Linked DNA regions of Mus musculus: region 2 is linked to region 1. The links are chromatin contacts, called in public HiCAR-type maps. All regions are on one chromosome and are shown on one strand. The core of a region is the stretch at or near the end of the contact, and the rest is flanking DNA. Distances in the headings are between cores, read along the strand shown. Region 1 holds the start of Septin11 (septin 11). Region 2 overlaps Scarb2 (scavenger receptor class B, member 2).

The links. HiCAR-type assays count read pairs that join an accessible place to other places.
Region 2: a HiCAR-type map of astrocytes shows a contact between it and region 1, with 2.5 times the contacts expected there. The contact joins the enhancer-like site here to the promoter of Septin11 in region 1. A contact is called at or near these places in 1 of 39 promoter capture datasets (cranial neural crest), 1 of 484 Hi-C or Micro-C datasets (muscle stem cells) and 4 of 115 datasets of contacts at active chromatin or transcription factors (astrocytes, bone marrow-derived macrophages, embryonic forebrain and 1 more).

Annotation. Positions count from the first base shown.
Region 1 is chr5:93,091,641-93,095,999 of GRCm38.p6, forward strand. It overlaps Septin11 (septin 11), which reads left to right and starts at 1,776. Exons shown (of 10, transcript NM_001009818.2): 1 at 1,776-1,957. The coding sequence starts at 1,931.
Region 2 is chr5:92,486,213-92,490,571 of GRCm38.p6, forward strand. The region is part of intron 1 of Scarb2 (scavenger receptor class B, member 2); the gene reads right to left. Among named protein-coding and RNA genes, the nearest start is that of Scarb2, 17 kb to the right of the region's middle. Within about 2 kb of position 2,434, at least 126 of the 459 cell types and tissues checked have an H3K27ac peak or open chromatin away from gene starts, as enhancers often do. A contact at or near this core is called in astrocytes, muscle stem cells and stem cell-derived neural progenitor cells, where this site is marked.

The DNA of each region.
Region 1 (4,359 bases), core at 526-3,025:
CTGTTGTCATCTGAGGTTATATATAGCACCGGGCCTCTCCTTTTAATCTTAAAAGGTTTAAGTTTGAATAAGAAATTATTCGCACCCCCACCCCCCACCCCCAACCGAAGAACAAGAAAGCACTGCATTAGAGTCACAGAGGAAAGGTAATTCTTGTTTTTGAGAGCTCTTGCGGAGCACTCGAGTGACATCTTACAAACTCGACACTGTGTAACGGTGTAAATGAGGTCCCTATTCTCAAAAGACATCTTCTCTATAGAACAGGGAGTAATCAGAACAAGTTAGTGCTGTTCAGGTCTGAGTGAGCCAGAATCTGGCTTTACATCAGAGCCTTCCTCTTTCAACACACTCTTCCCTAGGTTCCACCGCCAAGGGTGGAATTCACTCTAGGCAGCTTCTAGCTCCTCACTCACCTACCAGAGCAGCCCAGCATCAGATCAGCTACTGGTGAACCAGTGCTAGTCACTTACCCTCAGCCAAAGACTGGACAGAGAGCATCTGAATCCCGTAGCCAAAAGTGGGTTCCCAGAAACTTGGATGTTTGAAGTCTCAGGTATGACTCTCAGATGCCCGCCCTAGTTCTCCCCCCACGCCCCTGCCCCGTGGGCGCGTTCATGTGGGCTAAATACAGCCCTTCCCTTGCCTCTTCCCCTGCGCTTCAAGTCACCTACTTTCCTCAACTCACGTGAGTAGCTATCCTCACGTGATCGTGGGTCTACCATGCGTGGACACCCACAGCGCATTACACTTCTCCCTGTTAAGCCTATGTCAGATGTATGTACAAGGACCCCGCCATTTCGCCTGCCACTCAGACACTGTAATTATTCCAACATCTGCTGGGGGTGGGGGTGGGGGGAAGTCCTTCTTAGTGGTGGAGGAGCCCTCCCAGTTCCCTGTGCTGTGAGTCGCACCCACTTGTCACCCGCTTCTCGCCTTCGCTGTGCACCACACCCCGCAGCCAGGATTGAGCTTGCACGCCTCCGGGCCCTGGGTCATCCGGTCTGTCTCCGGGATCCAATATCACGTCCACTGACCTCTTCGCACCAGTAACCTCTCCAGTGTGACACGGTGGGAAAAGCTCTGGAGCAAGCTCACAAACGGCTTAATTTTTCCAGCGAGCACTCAAGTTTTTTTAATTAATTAATTAATTTCCCTGTCCCCAGCAGCGGTGGTTGGGTCGTTCACGACTAGGTCCTCTTTTTCTGGAAAAGCGGTCCCCAGCCCGGCCGCACACCACAGCGACGGCTTCCAGCAGCTGGTTTAGTCTCCTTTCTGATGGAAGGCCCAGCAGACCGGCAATTCTTTCCTCGTGGGGCGCGCTCGGCCCTAGTAAGTTACCCACCGCACCTTCTAAGAGGGCTCCTCCGGGTGGGGCGTGTCACCAGGTCAATTTTCCAGAGGTACAACCTCTGCACCCTGCGGTCCCCTAGCCTCCCTGCCCCACCCCATAGCAGCCCCAGGTGCCGGCTCCGCGCAGCGCGTGGCAGCTCGGGGTTGGGACCTCCGCGCCTAGGCTTTTACGCGGACCCCAGCACGTGTTGCAACAGGGGGAGTGTCGGGCAGTGTCCCGGCACAGGACGCTTTAATGGGACGGAAGAAAGCCACAGGAAGGAAGGTGGCTGACTTCAAAGCGTATCATCTTATCAGCTGACCAGGATCACGGTTCACCTGCTGCGTTCGTCTGCTCGGCTGGGGCTGGGGATCTCTCTGCACCCCCGTCCCGGGGCAGCTAATGGTCGAGTCCAGGCGGGAGGCCATGTTGCTGGAATAAAGCGGGCGGGGCGGCGCGGGCGAGCAGATGCGGCTGGAGGCGCGCGGGAGCCGGGCGCGAGCAGGGCGCAGCCGCGAGGGAGGCGCGGGGGAGGCCAGCGGGAGCCGGAGCACCAGCAGCAGCCAGTGTCGGTAAAGAGCAGCCAGAGCCACAGTCGCGATGGCCGTGGCGGTGGGGAGACCGAGTGTGAGTACTGGGGCCTCACTTCTCTAGCGTGCTGATCCCGGGGCGCCGGGTGGTCTCCGCTTCGGGGCGCGTGCGGGTGGAGACTTGCGGGGATCAGGAGGGGGGCTCTGGGTGGTGGCTGTTGGGGGCTGTGGGTGTGTGCATGAATTTGGGCGCGCGTCTGGGGCGGAGGGGAGCTTGGGGAGCCCGCAGGCTCAGAGCCTACCTGATGCAACATTAGATCGCTTTGGCGCGCCCCTGTTTCGGGGATGTGGGAAGAAAAGGACCCTTCTGTGAGGCGCCCTTAGAAGAGATTGCTTGAGCTGCTGCTTTCCCCAGCTACCTCTCTCTCACGGCGCACAAGGCTTAGCTGGTGACAGAGGAGGAAGGCGCTGACTGAGGAGGGTTTCCTCGCGGTTCTCTCGCGCCCTGGGGGCGATCCGGGCATGAGAATTGGGTGCTGAAGCGCTGTGTCACACGGCCGTAGAAGCGGGTCAAAGGGGTGGGATTTCCGTGGTGGTTTACTCCCCCCCCCCCCGGGTGCATTGTGAAATTCCGGACACCCTCAGGCGCCCACCCGGGTGACCCGGGCCCTGCCCAGGATGTGGACAAAGCCCTAGGCACACACACACACACACACACACAAAGTTTTCAAAGGGCTCCCTTTCGGGGTGGGTGGAAGTCCTGAAATACTCTGCGGCTGGCAGGCCGGGGGCGGCAGTAGTGAATACGGGGCTCCGGGAAGAGGAAGGGAGGGTGCGTGCCTGGAGAAGTGTCCCAGCACCCGAAGTCAGAGAGGGGATGCTCTGGGCTGGGGTACGCGCCACGGGCTGTGCCTCTGGGAGTGTAGGCTCTGGGTTTCCAACTCCGGCAGCCAGCTAGAGCGAGTAGGACTTTGAGGATGTAGTTTAGGGTCTGCTCTCTAGCCTAGGGTGAAAAGGAGGGAAGGGGCGGTGGCGGCAGTGGCCGCCTTTCCTTTTTATTGAAAGGAGCCAAGCCCAGTGGGAAAGGCGGAGTCCTCTTCTCTCGGGTTTTCTTTGTCAACGTTCATTGCCCACTTTTGCCTGGTCTGCCCTGGGGGCGACTCCGGGGGAGTCCTTCCCTGGCTAGTACCCCATCTTTTTTTTTTAAATTTTCCCTTTCGAACTTTGCAGCTAGCTTCAGGTGGTGGCCTGACATTTTGCAGATACAGAGAAAAGTCTTAGATGTTGAAAGCTGCCAAACCCCAGATGCTGAGTCTCTTGGCTCTCCCCACTTACATCTCTACACACACACACACACACCCTTCTGCACCCCCTGAGGAGTCTTAGCCCAGCAGGAAGTTCATGGGGTCACTGCAACATTACCTCAATTTGATGGTTTTGCTGCAGTTTGAGGTTCTTTGAAAGACTTTTCCCCCCCACAATCAGAAAATGTTCCCTGGTCATCATTAAGTGTTTGTGTGGGTCTTTTTAGACCTTTCAAACTCTGTTAAATGACACATTCTTAAGAATTTTGGCTTCCTCTTCAAAACACAAATTATGCCCTTGTTGATTGGTGCGAGGCTGTCCTTACTGAGGGGATTTGCTTAGTCTCTGGGCTGACCTCTTTATTACTATGGTAAGGAAATCAAGGTTAACTCTTGGCCTTATTTTTCAGGGCACAGATTCAAAGAACTAAAATAACAATGTATGTTTTAGAAGCCTCTGCAAGTGTCTGGGAACCCACTTATCCTGTGTAGGGGGTGGTCCCCCCCCCCCCCCCCCAGTAACACCTATCGCCAGTGCATTCTTGAGGGCTGGGGGAGGTGGTCGGAATAATTTGCTGCACATTTCCAATAAATTAGTAAGTTCATCTATGTCAATTAAATAGGAACAATATGTGAGTTTGAGATTTAGCTGTGTGGCTGTAATTATATCCAACTCCGTGTCTGCCCGCCATATGTGAGCTTACAACCACAGAGTCCTTCCTTGTGCAGGACCTTTCGTTCAGATAGTAGGGGAGGGGAGGTTCTGAAGGCATGTGGATACAGAGAAGATCCCTTCTTTATGCAAATTCTCTGTCGTCACTGCAATTAAGATGGAATTACTTAAAACCTGAACATAAGACACTGGTTCCCCAGTCGTAGGAGTGGTCAGGAATGGACTCTGAAGTCGGATAAGACTTTGGGGAGACTGCAGAGCGTGGTCAGACTGTTTCAGTTTGTTCTCTGGAATATGGAATTGGTGTGCTCAGAACAACTCCCGTGAATGCAGAAGAGTCCCCAAGCCCAGCTCCTAGATGGCTGTGCTGCCTCTGTAATGTTGACATTTTTCTACCTCTCCAATCCTTCTATCTGCTCTGTGGTTTGGACAAAAGACCGAAAGGGGATGGGGAAAAAGAAAGAGGTACTATGAAGTGGACTTATTCATGAATGGAGTTCCCTTTAGTTCTTTAGAAGTCAT
Region 2 (4,359 bases), core at 1,184-3,683, 600 kb before region 1:
TTTAATTCTTTCTTGGGCAATCACTTGCAATCTCTTGAGAACATGGTTGTATCTGACATTAACAGGTCTCACTGTCATTAAGCCTAAGAATCAGACAGACAAGTTAACACCAGCTTTGTTTGGTTTGGTCTTCCATTTGACACCCAGTAACTCCACCATCAGGAGCTGTACATGCATCCATAGTCAACCCCTGACATGTCTATAGAGATGGCTGCCTCTGGCTCAAACACAAACTGAGTTTCATGACTACTGTAGACAATTTCTATTTCCCACAATCCTTCCTCTACTTCCTACTTATGTCATGGGCTAATATCCCCATATCTCAAATTCATATTTTTTAAGTCCTAATTCCAAATCTTCAGTATGTGAGCATATTTGAAGACTGGATTTTTTTTTTTTTTAGAGAGGTGACTGAGGTTAGATGAGGTAATGAACTCGGGAACCAATATGACTAGTTTCCTTATAAGAACAAAAACATAGGAATAAAATGCTCCCAGAAACCATAGGTTATTAAATGAAAATCCAGTGTCAGAATTGGGCTACCTCCCTATGAGTTGTTGTTCGGGGAGACCTCTGAGGCTTCCAGAACAATACAGACAACTGCTACTGCTCTTGGTTGCCTAACAGAACTAAGTGAGAACATATGCTTCAGTCACAGGATGGAGAAATCACCGTGGAATAGGGCCAGAGGCTCCCTCACTGCTAGCTAGAGCCAATAGCCCAGAGTGAAGAAGAATTACCCAACAGTCTTACTCAGATGTGACCCCTGAGTGTCACTGACTGGCCAAGCAAAATTTCACCTACTGGCGCAATAGTGGCAAGCTTGTTAGGGGAATAACCAACCACTTTCTGATTAGATTTGAAGCCTGCTCCACAAGACAGAATTCATATTTGGCATTGTAAACCTGCCAAAACTCCTAGCCTGGAAGGCATAGGCCCTGGTGCCAAAACTCCCGGTGTCTTTTAAGCTAGCAGACATGTGTCCAGCTGCCTTCTAAATAATTATGTCTATGCCCAGGAAATGATGTTGCGGTCAGCTTTAGTCAGAGAAGCGGCTGCTTAGAGTGGACAGAGCTACCTGCAGAGACTTACTACTTGTCAAAGTAAGGTGAACAAGTGACTTGGCTAGCTCAGGCATAAATGGCGTATCTGTGTCACCTCCTCTAAGGCACGGAGGTCCAGCCGTCGTTTCTATCTAATAACTTGCTAAGTCAGTGGGTTGAGATGTGACTGATGGAATAGAAATGCAGAAACAAATCACATGACTCCTTGGCTCCTCCAGCTTCTGAGGTCCTGCTCTAGCGTCTGCTTGGCAAGGCTCATCCTCTCCAGGCAGGAACTCTCTGTCCATGTTAGAAGTAGGTATTTAAAAGCTTTGTGACTCTTTTTCTCACCCATTAGGTATTGGGAATTGAATTTAGGGCCCTGTGGGAAACTAGGTAAGCACTCAACCACTGAGCTACATCTCCAGCTCTGAATAAAAGTTTTAATTATTATTATTGTTATTTTGAAACACTGAGTTACACAGGTTAGCCTTGAGTCAGCCCAGACTGGCTTTAGTTTCACAAATCCTGGGATTACAGGCCTGGCTAAGATCTGGCTTTATCTTATTTCCTGACCTCAAGCCTAAACTAGCTGAGGGCAGAGGGGCAGTAAGCTGAAGAAAGCAGACTAGGTATACACTTGAATTACAAGAACGTCTCTTCCTATACATCTCTCGTATACGGTTTTTGACAGTCTATCAGAAACTATTCATCCAATGCCTAGAAACTGTACCAGGAACTTAAGCTACTTTAAACCAGTGTTGGAATTATGAGAGTGGAGAACCTGGAAATAATAATTACTTCATCTTCCAGAGATCGCTTTTTCTGGTCCAAAACTTTCTAGAAAAAGGCAGGGCAATAACTGTTTCTTCTCCACAAACGCCCCGAGGAAACCTGTACTGGAAGAAACCTGTACTTTCCATTGGACAGCACAGAGGTATCACTTAAGAATGGAGTGGTCATTACAAAGTGAGTTCCAGGACAGCCAGGGCTACACACAGAAACCCTGTCTCGAAAAAAACAAAACAAAACAAAGAATGGAGTGGTCAGCACAGGAAACACCTAATAACGGAAGTCATTAGGGATGAAATCAGCAAACTAAACCGGAAAATTCAGCTCTTCAGCATGTAACCAGCTGAGTTGGCTGTTGACTTCTCGAAACAGTGTAGCATTTACCTTGCCTAGCACGTGGAAGGCTCTAAACTCAATTCCTGGAAGTTGGAGGGTTGGAGGAGTTGGGAGTGGGCAACACAAATCTGGCTTGGGTCTGGAGAGGCTACTTGAAAGCATTACTGTAAATGGAGAAGGGACTGTTGCCAAGGGCAAAAGCTAATAGGGATGTTTTGTTTGCAGGAGTCTCAAGGGTTAGGCTTAAGTTTCATTCCCTGGGAGGAGTGGTCAAGGCTAGAGAACAGTGTCAGGAGAAGTGGGGGTGCCTAGGAGTGGCCGTATCAGCCAGTGAGCAGAGGGCCTCACCTGGAGGCCAGCTATGGTCCAGCATGGGGGAGGGAAGTTCTGTACAGAGAAGAAAGGACTTGGGATCTCACTTATATGTTAAAAAGATCATCTACAAAATTACAACCCCCCCCCCCCAGAACCTCCTGCAAGGGAGAGCTGAACAGCTGGGTAAGCAGCTGGGTTTATACCACTTGGTTTCAGCCAGCTCTGGCAACCCAAGGTATAAAAAATACAAAGTGGGGGGACTTTCCAGAAAGAAAGAAGGCAGAACTCCTTCCAGAAAGGGTGGAAGCCAGATTTCTCGGGCATCTCTAAACTTGTCTTTCTGAGGTTTAGGATAAAAATAAGCCTTTAGAAACCCCGTCTCCTTAAACAGAGCAAATGAAAACACTCCTGGCTAGCACTGAAACAGTCCTTGACAGCTTGCCTGCGTCACCGTTGGTAGCGGACTCTGGCACACCCTGGTGTTCTCCCTGTGGTCAGCCTGACCCATGGCACCTCTCTGCCCTGACTACTTAGAACCGACGCCATCTGAATACACTGTTCTGTTCTCTTTCATAGTCTCAAAACCTCCCCCAGTTTCTATAAAGTTCTTGTATGTTTGTTCTGTGTCATATAGCTGCAGGTTAGGCTAGTCAAGGAGCCCTCTGTAAATCCCAGAAGAGGCCCTGGGCCTTGTGTGTGTGTGTGTGTGTGTGTGTGTGTGTGTGTGTGTCTAAATATGTGTGTCTATGTGTCTGTGCATGTGTGTATGTATGTGTACATGTACGTCTGTGTGTTTGTATCTGTATGTTTCTGTGTATGTGTATGTGTGCATGTGTGCATGTGTGTGTGTGTGTGTGTGTGTGTGTACATCCATGTGTGTTTTGTGCATGTGACTAAGGGGGAACAAGAGAGCAAAGAGAAGCTGTATATGCAACTGCCGACATTTCTAAAAGCAGTGTGTCTTTATCTTTATCTTTTCCTGCATCGGCTCACAAACAGTCACGCTGCCAGCACAGCCAGCTGCCTACTGGGTACCTGCCAGACTCTGGGGCTGTGCTAGAGGCCTCATTGTATCTGAGCTTTAAGTATAGGTCCTACAAGATAAGAATTTCCAGTTTTGCAATTTGTATCGAAGTCAAACACCAAAAGAGCAATGGAAAGAAAACTCCAATTTTGTAGACAAAGAAACAAAAGCACAGACTTCTGCAAGTTGCAAGCCAGTATGTTAAATCATGTCTGGACAAGCCCTGGTCTACAGTGTAGCAAAGCCCAGGTTTGCTTACCATACAGCCTGCTGCAGTGACCAGATTTAGCAAATACAATCATCTTTCATGGAAACAACAGTTTCTTAAGTATAATTATGTCCCAGATATTACATGAACTACATAGAAAATGAATCTTTTAAATTTTAAATTTTAGAATTTAATCTTTTAAATATATATACACACATATATATTAATTTCTAAAAAAAGTATTTGTATTGGAGTTTTGCCTACGTGTATATCTGTTACACTACATGTATGCCTGATACCCAAGGTCAGAAGAGGGTTCAGGATTCCCTGGCACTGGTTACAGATGATTGGGAGCTCCTGTGTGGATGCTGGGAATCAAACCCAGATCCTCTGAGCTATTTCTCCAGCCCAGAAAATGATTTAGTCTTTACAGAGGCATCTGAAGGATTTGGTGACAAAGTGTTGTGATATCTGCAACTTATATGGAAATAATTACCAAAAAAAAAAAAAAAAAAAAAGAGGGGGGGGGGTGTCAGAGAGCTATGACCAGACGGTAACAACTGATAGCAGGAAGTGAACGGTAACATCATATGCACAAATACTAAGATAATTACTTTGCTGTTCACTTGGGATGTAAATTA